Linked DNA regions of Rattus norvegicus: region 1 is linked to region 2. The links are chromatin contacts, called in public Hi-C maps. All regions are on one chromosome and are shown on one strand. Each heading gives the region's core, a stretch centred on a gene start, on an enhancer-like site or on the middle of the called end of the contact. The rest is flanking DNA. Distances are from core to core; before and after follow the strand shown. Region 1 holds the start of LOC102548794 (40S ribosomal protein S27-like). Region 2 overlaps Prkar1b (protein kinase cAMP-dependent type I regulatory subunit beta).

Region 1 (5,952 bases), core at 18-2,517, 230 kb after region 2:
CAATTCCTGTCTCTGCAGAACGTGACCTCTTAGGAAACAGGCCTCTGCAGGTGGCAGTAGTTAAAGCCCTGGTTTTAGATCCAAGCCTACATTTTGGTATTGTCTTTGTGGTTTGAGAGAGTCTCTCATGTAGGAATGACTGATCTCCAACTCACTAAGTAGGCAAAGATGACCTCGAATTCCTGATCCTCCTGACTCTACCCTCCAGGCACTGGACTTACAGGCATACACCACCGCTGGGGGAGGGGGGTGAGCAGGGTTTTGCGCATGTTAGCTAAGCACCCTGGCAACCAAATCACCCTCCCTAGCTTAAGTCAGCCTTATGTCTAACGACAAGATCTCTCCTCAGAAGAGTGAACAGAGTAGCCATGTACAGTAGAGGACATAACCAGGCTATGTGCCCACACTGAGGGATGTCAAGCGCCATAGGCAGCAACAGATACTGGAGAGGAGCTGGGGTCAGACCTCTGTCAGCCTTGGGAGGCACCAGACCTCAACCCTATGGGGTCTGAGGGAGCACTTCCTTGATCCTAATTCATTATCACTTATGGCAGCACTCCTCGGACACTGTCAGACTCCCCGAGTGTGCTCCGAGCTCCTAGAACCACAGATATGCCTTAGGAAAATGAAATCCCTGTTCTCACATGGTGCTACACTTTCTGTTGAGCCACGGGCAGGCTGTAAAAGGGAGTGACTTCTGCCCACCTATGAGGCTTGTTGCTTGGTTGGTGTAGCCAAGTTCACTTGTAGCAAACAGGGCAACTCTTATACACCCTTTGGTGCCCGGGTCTCCCTGCCCTATGTAGAAACTTGTGTCTCCTTTCTGATCTCCTTGGGGCACTGTGACTCATGACAGACCTGTACATCTGCTTTCCCCATAGTGGAGGAGGAACTGGAGGCTTTAAGACATAGGTAGGGTGGGCGTTATGGCTCCAATGGGCTGTCCCTGTAGGTATCCTCAGGCTATGCCCTGTCTCTTGTCCATGCAGAATAAACTCTATTGTGATCCTAGACCTGGGAAGATGTGAGGCTGAGTTGGAAGACCCCACTGTCCCATTCCCGGCTCTGTGTGTCCCTAGGACTCTAGCCAACCCAGGGAACTTCAGTTTCCTTGACTGTGGATTGGTCTAGAAGCTTCTTGTCTTCCCTCTGACCTTGGTGGAGGTCACTACCCATCAAGTTTCCACAGACTCAAAGAACTCATGTCTTGCTGTGGCATCAGGACATGAGGCTCCCTAGAAACCTGAGCTCTGAGTACCTGTTGGCATTGTGATCAGGGTGCAGACAGCATGGGGAAACTCTGGTCAGGCGCTGTCTCTGAGAAGCCCTGGGTCTCTTGGCACTGGAACACAGTTGGGACAGTGTCCAAACTAGGCCATCCTTTTCCCCACGGCCTTCCTGGAAGATGTGAGTATCTCAGGAACACACAGAAGGGTGGAGCCAACGCTTTCACTCCATACCCACGCCTGCATCCCTTGTGTGTGGATGTCTGAAACACAAGGGTCCTTTGCACCTGCTGCTCTAGGAGCCAACCTCATCTAATTGCTTAACTTGTGAATTCTTATGCCATTAATACCTGGTACCGAAAATAATGTTGCCTAGAAACTTACCTGGGCCACTGTGTCTGTCGCTTTTTGAGAAAATAAAGTCAAACTGTCTTCTGCCAGCTATTTCCCATTTCTCTCCTCTTATGTGTCTTGGTTTTGATGCTAACCTTGGAGATGAGGCTTCGGGAGAGACATTAAAGGGACATTTCCCCTCCAGCAGCATCTGCAGGTCTTCCTTCCCTGTGACAGCTCATGGAGAGCACAGCACCCATTTTCAAAAGGGATGGAGACAAGGAAGTCTCAACCACGTGGGACACTCTCCTGCTGTGTCACAGGCTGTTGAACCCACAGCCCGGGAACGTGTGCCTCATGGTATATATGTGTTCACACATCTATTTTGGGGTATCCACACCACAGACTCATATGATGAGATGCACAGGTCTGTAAGGCTAGGGCCCAGAAGAGCTGGGGTCCGGATGCATTTGGAGCTATTTCCCACTGTGATAACACAACTAAGATTTGCCCCCTCAACTTCGTTGTGACCTTTCTGCGGTTCCCCATCGTTTTAGTGAAGTTTTCTGTTGCTGCAAGGGTTTATTCCAACTTCCAACTTGTCACGCCCCATCACTAAGAGAAGTCAAGGCAGGAATTAAAGTAGGGACCATGGAGGCAACTTCTTGCTCGAGTGTTCTCGGCATGCCTTTGTACACAGGTCAGATCACCTACCCTGGCATGACACTGCCCGTGGTGAGCTGCCCTCTGCTCCTATGTCAATCAATAGTTTTGAAAATGCTCGGGCTGGAGAGATGGCTCAACGGTTAAGAGCACCCAACTACTCTTCCAGAGGTCCTGAGTTCAATTCCCAGCAACCACATGGTGGCTCACAACCATCTGTAATGGGATCTGATGCCCTCTTCTGGTGTGTCTGAAGACAGCTACAGAGTACTTATATATAATAAATAAATCTTAAAAAAAAAATTTGAAAATGCTCTACAAACTTGCCTATAGGCAGATCATATGGAGCCATTTCTCAGTTGAGACCTTTCTTTCCCAACGACTCCAGCTTATGTCAGCTGACATAAGACCAGAAGGACACCCGTGAGTTGACAGAGCACCCCTGGCTCCTTCTGTCCTCTGTCTCTGGGTTCTGTCTCATCCCTGGACAATACTTCCTCATTTTCCTTCTCAAATACATCACTCAAATTCAAATCTCTTCTTGGTGGAGCAGAGACAGTCTATCTCTCTCCACACAGATGAACATAGACAGATGTGTGATACGGCGGACCTGTGTGCATGTATGTACATGTTTATAGGAACAGGTGTACAGGCAGCTTATTCCCCAGCCACCAGACAAGATGAGATGAGTGCCAGGTTGGGACCGGGCATGCTCCCTTCTCGGGCATACAAGGAGTCTGCAGTGTGGTTAAGGATCTCTCTGGGAGATGCCTGGGAGAGCCTGATGGGTTGCATGCCAGCCAGTGCTATGCAACGGGGGCATAGGCCAGGAGCAGGAGGGCCCGAGAAGGCTGACAGTACAGTACAGGCCTATGGGCCACAAGGCTGAGCCATCCAGAGCCTGTGGCTTTGCGTGCCGCCAGCCACCTCTGTAGCATTTGAGGGCTGATCTGTCTTGCGGCAGAAGTAGGTGACTCACAGTGCCATCCTCCAGGACCTAGTTTCCTGGGCTGTCTGCAATGTTGACCTGTTCCCAGACAGCAACGTCACATGGAAGAGACATTGTCATTGGCTAAAATTCTACCCTTCCCACCTGCCACTCAGGACAAAGACTCTGAAGTCTTTCCAGAAGCCCCAGTAAACACCTTGCCATCCCGTTAGCTGAGCCCTGGTCACATGTACAGGTGAATCATGCTTGCAGCCAATGGGATGGGATCTTGGCTGGCAGGTCCTAGAACCAAGGCAGTTCCACACCTGACCACAGAGGGAGGTGGGGTGGGGACTGTTCTCTGCAGGGACAGAGCACTTGGGTCTGGGGCAGGATGGAAGCTTTAGGGGATTGGGATGTGAGGTTTGTGGCTCAAGACATGGGGGCCTAGAGAAGGCAGTGACTGGGGATTAGGCCACAGGCTGCGGTAGGATTGGAGGTCTGAACATGGGAGCATAGGGTAAGGATATGGGGACACGGTGAGGAATGAGGTCACAAGTGGGGCAGCCCATGCCCTTGTGAGCACTTGGTTAGTCAGAGAGAAAGGACACCAGAGGTCAGAGGTTCCACCGGGGGATGGTGATAATCCCTGCCTTGTGTCTCACCTGTTTCCCAGACTTCTGACTATGGCTAGAGGTGCACAGTGGGGTCAGGGAGCCTCACAGTGAAGGGTGAGTAAGGAGCGATGGCTTTTGAAAAGCAGCCTGAGGGGGGCGGGCAGATCCACGTGCCGTCCTCCAATCACGATCCATCTCAGCCGGTCTCCAGTTCCCACTCCCTTCCTATTTGTTGCTATAAATCTGTGTGTTGCTCATACATGGGTCTGTGTGTGCCTGTATGTACCTGTGTGCACCTCTGTGTGTTCACCTTTGTGTGTGCTTCAGTGTGTGTGCCCGTGTGTTCTTATGTGTATCTGTGTGTCTATATGTATCTGTATGTCCCGGGTGCCCCTGTGTGTCTGTGTGTGCCCATCTGTGCCTGCGTATGATCCTGTGTGTGTGCCTATGTGCTCATATGTGCCCCTGTGAACCTGTGTTATATACACATATGTTCGTGTGTGCCTTTGTGTGTCTCTGTGTGTCATGTGTGTTTTTTATGTGTGTGTGTGTGTATGGCTGTGCACCTATATGTACCTATGTACCTGTGTATGTCTTTGTGTGAACCCATGTGTATGTGCATTTATGTACCTATGTATGCATGTGCTTATGCATACTCAAGGTCTCGGAGGCCCCTGATATGTAGGCTAGTGTGCATGCATTCAAATGTCCATGAATGGGGCTGGGGCACAAGCGGGGAGACGATTTTCCTGGAGGCCACACTTGATCAGCTGCCAAGCTGTCTCTATTGTCATGTCAACCAAATATTTTCAGCCTCCCCACCCAGAAGCCTCGGAGCGCTGTCTCCTCCCAGCTGCGAACCCCAGACCAGACTTCCAAACCGCTAGGCCAATCTGGAGGCCCTTTTTTTAGCTGCTGAGGGGAGGGAAAAAAAAACCCATAAGCAAACACAAATCCACTGATCATAGCCGCCGCCTTCTCTGCAGTTTAATTTCTGAGCTTTGATCTGATACTGGGCCCCAGAGGACGTGTTATTTCTAAATAACGAGCCAAATGTTTGTGCCCGACCTTGAACTCCTCTGGTTTGGGGAAAAATATGACTTAGCATAGTTGTTCTTTGATGCGGCCAGAAGCATGGGGATCAAAGACTTTTCAGGGGGCAGAGGCAGGAAGGGTGGCAGGGCCCTGTAGTGCCCTGCCCTGGGGAGCAGAGCCATGGACAGGGCCACACCCACCCAGACCCCCATAGATGTCCTCACTGGGGCTTGAGCCTAACCACACCTGCAGAAAACCTGGGATCCCCAAAGTCTGTTCTGTGGCTGTGGGGGTCGAAGACAAACTGCAGACAGCCTGCTGTTGTGACATTGGGACTCCAGAGGCCCATCCTAGAATTGAGTGGGACCCTGGCTGGAAGGATGGGGGTCCAAGACAGCTCATTAGCACATAGGCACACGCAACAGGAGGCACAGGTGGCCACAAGCTGTACTAGAGGTATTCAGTGGCCACTTGGAAAGAATTGGAGAAAGGTGCCCCCTGCTGGCATGTGCTAGCCCACAAGTACATGGGCAGGCTCAATCGGGCTGGCTTGGTTCCTACGTACAAGCAGAGCTGCTTACTAGTGGCCCGTCGTGCTGCAGGCCTGGGGTCAGGTCCCTGTCCCAAGGCATTGGACCAGGCAGGGTGCAGGGGATGTTCTAGGAATGGTTGATTCCACTTTGGAGATGGCATTTTCCCTGGGAAGTATTGCTACCAGTCTTCTCAGTGGGGGTCAAGGTACAATGTCAGCAATCACCTGCCTTAGTAATTAAGCTGGGGCACTTTCTGCTGTTTCTTGCAGCTTCTGTTCAGAACCTTGTCCCCGGTATTTGCTGGTAAGTCCTGGCCAGGGGAGGAGTCTGTCTGGGCTTGGCCAACCTCTGAAGCTCAGTGTTCACAACGGTCTCCAGTCTGCTAAGAATCTACCTAGAACCCAGGCCTAAGAGATCCCTACACCCCAGACACAATGCATGCTCGCAGCAGCCATACCTAAACTGGCACTTTCTGTTGGAGGCATCACAGGTGGCATGCAGGGAGCCGGAACCCAGACCACTGATCTGAGCTACCCCTTGGCCGGTTTGGAGGTAGCATTGTATGTTTGTTTCATTTCTGGTTTGTTTGTTTGTCTGTTTTTGACACAGAATCCCAC
Region 2 (6,375 bases), core at 648-3,147:
TCTCCACATGTGACACTGAAGCTGGTCTCCTGCCCGCCCCGGCTTCTTTAGGGACTGTTTGGGATGTGAAACGTCTGGATAGGGACAGAGCATGGGAAGCTTGCAGGAAGCAAACCGTGGGGGTGGGGGGTGGGGGTGGGGAGAGGTCTTCTCAGCTCTTGGGTTCAGGGTTCACATTAATGTGTGAGCTATGATTTTGGAGGATCGAGCCTTCCTGTTTCCGCAAATTTATTTTATTCACTAAAAGGTGTACACGAGATCTATAAAAGGCAGAATGAACATTTCCTTTGTCCATGGTTTTAAGACCTCGTAGCTGGGCTTGGGGGGGCCCAGAACTGTCATTCAGACTAATCAGGGGCTGAGGCAGGAGGGTTCCTGGGGGTTTGTTCATCAGCCAGTCTAGATGGTCAGTGCTCTTCAAGGTGGCTGGAGCCTGAGAAACGACATAGAAAGTTGTCCTCTGGCATCAGGCACACTTGCATAGCACAGATACGTGGAAGAAATGCACTTGGGTCAAACACGACGAAGCCCGTTTTCTCATGCAGATTCCTATCTTCCATGCCGTGACATGTGGAAGAAGCCTTGCTCATGTGCCCAAGGCATCCCTGGAGTTTCTGAGCCGGAGGGCTGTGTATGGACTACTGGGAGAGGGTGACCGATAAGCGTTATATGTGGACACACAGGACCCTCACGTGTTAATGATTTACTTTCATGATAATCCCAAGATGAGGAAGCAGATAGCAGACCAGAAGGGTCCAGCAGCTTGTCCAGTGCTGCTCAGCTCTCGGGGAGGGGAACGGGGTGGGGTGGGGACTACTGAGATATTTTGTGGTATGCTTTGCCCTTCTGCTCTCTGACTCTTCCAGAATCCATGCCTGCTCACGCTTTCCTCACTCCGTAGCAGCTAATGTTGTCTGTATATCCTCGCAGTGCTATCTCTGACCACTTTCCCCCACGGTGTCACACAGCTGCAGACATGCTCCGAGGAACTGTTCTATATACTGTAGATGGCAGCACTGTGACACTTATCCAACACTAGGAGGAAGACAGACAGACAGACAGACAGACAGACAGACAGACGATTGGGGATCTTGGACCTCAAAGCTGCCCTGTCTAGCAATGTTTCCACTATGTCACAACAGTCACTGGCCAGGCAGGTGCCGGCCACCTGGGGTCACTGTGCACCAGCTATTGGTAGAGTCCAGCTCCTGGGAGAAGGTCTCTGGGCCAGCCCTGCTGTTCCCAACACACAGGCTAAGTGTCAAAGTGGAAGCTGATGGAGGGCTCAGCACTGTTTGCCACCTCACAGCCCTCAGTAAGTCCATTTCACAGACAAGGAAACTTGAGGCTTTGTAGCTGACTGACTTGTGTGCAATCCAGCTAGAGAGCTCTAGAGCTGTGATTTGGATTCAGATATAGTGTTCTAGAGCTCATGAGCCTCCCTGGTCATCTGTGCAGGGCTCTAGGACATCCCACGGATTTGTCTGCCTCCTGCCCCATCTGTCATATTGTCTGGTACATCGCAGGATGCTTGTGCGTGTGTCCCAAGCTGGTCCTTGTTCCTTGAGTCTCAATTAGTGCTCCCCTCTACAGGATGGGCCCTAACTGACCCCCAAGAGCTATGAATTCTGGCCAGATGTCATATGGATATCCAGACAGCAGGTACAGCAAGGCGGACCAATCTTTACCAGAACTGACAGGGGCCTGCAGAGCAACGTGTGTGCATGACCATGGTGGGGGTTGGTGTGCGTCTGTATGCATACATGTTGCCTGAGTTGGGCTGAAACTCATGACCCCCCTGTCTCAGGCTGCCAACTGCTGATAGTACAGGCATGCTACCCACACATGTCTAGCCTTTGTGACCAATAATTGGAATTCATTCTTGCTGAGTCACTCTGTGTATCACAGAGAGCAGGACCATCCCTGGGAACCTGAATATGCCTCTCTAGGGCAGGGGCTTATTCCACACAGCAACTCTAAGCTGATCTGCCCTGCTGGCCATAGTTAAATTCTACCCAGATTTTTGAGGGGTCAAGAAGAGGTTCTGGGCCACCCCGAGCTGCTCTCTCTGTCGCATTTGGTAGGGTGACACAGAGAGAGGGATGATACAGGCTTTTGTGAGCATTCCTCAAGCCTGCACCAGAAGAGAGGGCCAGACACACTGTGGTATGCCCCCCAAGAATCACCTTGCCACCAAGAGGATGTTGGGGCTCAAGAGTACTGTCTTTGCTTATTACTGTACCCTTTCCTGAGAGGAAAGGCCACAGCCAACCACAAGGGAGTACTGGCCAGGAGGACATTGCGGTCATCACCTGGGCATTATCAGGGTCAGAAACTTTTCTTGATTCCAGCCTCAGCCAGGCAGGGGAAGTACTACAATAGAAACACTGCAAATAGAAGGACCTGTGACAGGCTGCGGGGGCTGGAGAGGGGAGCCACCCTGAACAGCTGCTAGGCACATGTCAGAGGAGGCAGGGAATGAGCCTGACCATCGAGGGGGTGTGGCATAAGCTCAGCCTCCTTCAGAACTGGACTTTTCCCTTCAACTGTTCTTTTTCCTGGGTTTATCTCATTCCAGATCACCTTACCGTCAAGTCCCTTGCGATAATGTGCACACATGCACGCACGCACACACGTGCGCACATGCACACAAGACTCTTGCTCATGTCCCCCTGCTCTGTGTCCGTTTTTAGAAACCACATGTGAGTTGATCCTTCCTCAGAGCAGAGGAAGCTACCCCATCATCTTAGCTAGTTCTCTAGGCTGTGGGAGTTGAGAGCCATCCTTGGTGGACCAGAGATTTAGAGAGGATGGTTTGTAGCCCTTGAACTTTGGAAGTGGGAACCTGTTTAAGTTTTAGTGGGACAGGAAGAAGAGCTGCAGGACAAGCAGCAGGGGGACTTTCAAACACTGGGCCGGGAGGAATAGCCCAGCGGTAGCATGCCTGCCTAGAATCCTCCACTGAACAGTTCAGTGGCAGAGCACACTTCCTCTGTGAGGGACTTAGTGTGTGGTTCAGTGGTAGAGGCCCTGCCTAGGATCCCCCAGGGAGGGGCTGGGGGCATGGCTCAGGGGTAGAGCCCCTGCCTAGAATCCCCCAGTGAGGGGCTGGGGGCGTGGCTCAGTGGTAGAGCCCCTGCCTAGAATCCCCCAGTGAGGGGCTGGGGTGTGGCTCAGTGGTAGAGTCCCTGCCTAGAATCCCCCAGTGAGGGGCTGGGGTGCGGCTCAGTGGTAGAGTCCCTGCCTAGAATCCCCCAGTGAGGGGCTGGGGTGTGGCTCAGTGGTAGAGTCCCTGCCTAGAATCCCCCAGGGAGGGGCTGGGGTGTGGCTCAGTGGTAGAGTCCCTGCCTAGAATCCCCCAGGGAGGGGCTGGGGTGTGGCTCAGTGGTAGAGCCCCTGCCTAGAATCCCCCAGTGAGGGGCTGGGGTGTGGCTCAGTGGTAGAGCCCCTGCCTGGAATCCCCCAGTGAGGGGCTGGGGTGTGGCTCAGTGGTAGAGGCCCTGCCTAGAATCCCTCATTGAGGGGCTGGGGTGTGGCTCAGTAGAGCACTGGTAAGGAAGGGAAGGAGGGAGGAAGGGAGAGAAGAAAGGGGAGAAAAGAAGGAAGGAGAAAAGAAGTGGGCGGGTGTGTTTACAGTATTCTCTTAAACTCTATAACTGATGCTGTGAAAACTGGGCAGAGCAAAACTAGAGAGAGCAAAGTCTGACCTTGGTTTTAGACCGTACATAACAATTAACTGCAAATGAATCGAAGACTTCAGGGTGAGAGCTAAAAATGCAAAACTCCTAGAAGAAAATAGGATGATGTGACTTAGTGTTGGTCTTGGTTGGCTAGGACTCCCACGGCACAGGCAGAGGCCAGCTGTCATCTGTTCTTGTTTTGCTTTGCTATCAAGATTTTTTTTTCATCTTTTTTTTACAGATTGGATTTGGGGTGAGGGGCACCTGTTGTTCTCAGATTTGACATTGATCCTTGGCCGGCCTGCCTGCCTTCCTTCCTTCCTTCCTTCCTTCCTTCCTTCCTTCCTTCCTTCCTCCCTCCCTCTCTCCCTCCCTCCTTCCCTCCCTCCCTCCCTCCCTCTTTCCCTCCTGTACACGTATATGTGTGTGGAAGCCAGAGATTGGTGTCAGCTCTTTCTCTCAGTCATTCTATACCCTGCTTTTTTGGGTCAGGGTTTCAAACGGAACATGGAGCTTGCCAGTTCAATTAGACCAACTACTCAGCAGCTCCAAGGATCTTCTAGTCCTCATAGCTCCCCCAGTGCTGGAATTTACAATAGTACATGGCTATGCCCTAGTTTTATGTGGATGTGAACTCCAAACTCAGGTCTTCATACAGGGTCAGCAAGACTTTACTGTTGACTGACCTAGCTCTATCAACATGCCCCGCCCCCACCCCCTGACAGTATGGCTTGGAATTCATGATCTTCCTGAATGCTAATATGAAAGACATTTATAATACCTGGTCATTCACTCCTGGATATTTTCTCCAGATAATATATCTTTTATTTATCTATCCATTTGTGTGTGTGTGTGTGTGTGTGTGTGTGTGTGTGTGTGTGTGTCTGTCTGTCTGAGGACAACTTTGTGGGTTTGTTCTCTCCTTCCTTTATATAGATACTGAAGATGGAACCCAGGTCACCAGGCTTGTATGACAAGCACCATTACTGGCCGAGCCACCTCGCCAGCCCCGAGTTTTCCTTTCAAAGATAAACATATCAGTTCACGTTGGTACTTCCCAGTCTAATTCTGGCGACAGGATTTCCTGTTTGTTTTAACACAACCCTATGCCTTTCCCTCTTTTCTTTCTGGGAAGCTGAAACCTTCCCCACACCCCCACCTTTTCAGTGACACCCAAGAAAGACTTCTCTGCTTTGTCCCACAGCACACGCTGTATCTCAGAATAGCAACGTTCCTGCCACCTCGCACTACAGGGTGACTCGGGGCTGTTGAAGATCTCTGTCTGGCAGTTTTGACCTTGGGCATTCAGTATTTCAAAGCCACTGAGCGTTGTTACTGCCATGGTTATGCTGTCAGCCAGACATACACCGAAATTCCTTTGTTGCTTTTGACTATGGGCTCTTTCGTTGGGTTACGTATGTGTGTGTCTCCGCAGTGTATACGCGAAGAGGTACGTGTCAAGGTCAGAGGGCAACTTACAGGAGATCCTCCTCTTCTGCCATGTGGAATCTGGAGACTGAACTTCCCTGTCAGCCCCCGTGTATTGCTCTTTCAAAAGAATCACTACTCTTTAGATACAGTCCAAAGCGGTCTTGAACTCCTGGTGATCCTCCTGCCTCAGCCTCCCGAGTGCTGGGATCACAAATGTGCATCACCAGGCTTGTCTCGTTTACTGTTTGTACTGTTTGGTATGTGTTACATTTTAGATGTTTTAAGTGGGCTTTGCAATCATATGTCAGCAGGTAATTTATGTTAGTATATAACTGTATTTCAGTCTGGTTCTAGATTCATGTCTGCCCTGGGGCCCTCCTGAGCAGACCTCTCCCCTGATCTTCCTTTTCAGGCCTCTGACACATAGTTTAAACAAGGAGGAGTGCAAAAAGATTTGGGCTCAGTTGGGCACAGTGGCAAAGACCCACCATCTCAGTACTCAGGAGGCAGAGGCGGGGGGATTGTGGGTTGTAAGCAAGCCCAGCTTGCCACAAGAGACCTCATCACAGCAAAACAAAACACAGCCCTTAATTTGAATCCCCTTCTTTTTAGACTCCTCTCCCATGGTACACAGACCTCCCCCACACCCCTGTTTTCCTTCAATGCCATGGGGTGTCACCTTTGTGTCACCTTTGTGTCATGATTGGTCTACTTTCATTCCCGTTGCTATGGTAAAATACCCCTACCAAAGTCAGCTTAGAGGAAGAAAGAGCCAACTGATTCGGCTGTCGGTTCCGAGCTGCAGCCCATCCTTTCTGCGAAGTCGAGGCAAGAACTCAAGCAGCTAATTCCTGTCACATCAACAGTCGAGAGCAGTGAGCGGTACACGCCTTCACGCCTGCCTACGTGCCCGTGCTCAGCTCAGTTTCTTCACTCTCACTCAGTTCAGCTGCACCTGCATTGGGGATAGCGCCACCCACAGTGGGCCGAGTCTTCCCATATCACTAACTGACTAAGACAGCTCCCCACAGATGTGTCCATGGGCCAACCTAATTCAGATGATCCTCTATTGACATTGACGTTCTTTTCAGGTGATTTTAGGTTGGGGCAAGTTGTCAGTGACTCACCAGCAACACTCACTACGGCATGCTACACGGCCTCTTCTCTGCCTGTCTTGTGTGTGTGTGTGTGTGTGTGTGTGTGTGCAGCATGTGTGTGTGTTTATGTGGTTACCTGTGCTTGAGTGGATAACAGAGGCCAGAGG

The links. Hi-C and Micro-C count contacts between places; a contact is called where the count stands out from the background.
Region 1: a Hi-C map of the A7r5 cell line shows a contact between it and region 2, with 9 times the contacts expected there. The contact joins the promoter of LOC102548794 here to the enhancer-like site in region 2. A contact is called at or near these places in 12 of 12 Hi-C or Micro-C datasets (the A7r5 cell line, the Rat2 cell line, Schwann cells and 7 more) and 1 of 1 datasets of contacts at active chromatin or transcription factors (oligodendrocytes).

What each region holds. Positions count from the first base shown.
Region 1 is chr12:20,891,324-20,897,275 of GRCr8, forward strand. It overlaps LOC102548794 (40S ribosomal protein S27-like), which reads right to left and starts at 1,268. Exons shown (of 2, transcript XM_006248982.3): 1 at 1,259-1,268. The coding sequence starts at 1,268.
Region 2 is chr12:20,665,609-20,671,983 of GRCr8, forward strand. The region is part of intron 4 of Prkar1b (protein kinase cAMP-dependent type I regulatory subunit beta); the gene reads left to right. Among named protein-coding and RNA genes, the nearest start is that of Prkar1b, 43 kb to the left of the region's middle. Within about 2 kb of position 1,898, at least 10 of the 93 cell types and tissues checked have an H3K27ac peak or open chromatin away from gene starts, as enhancers often do. A contact at or near this core is called in the A7r5 cell line, where this site is marked.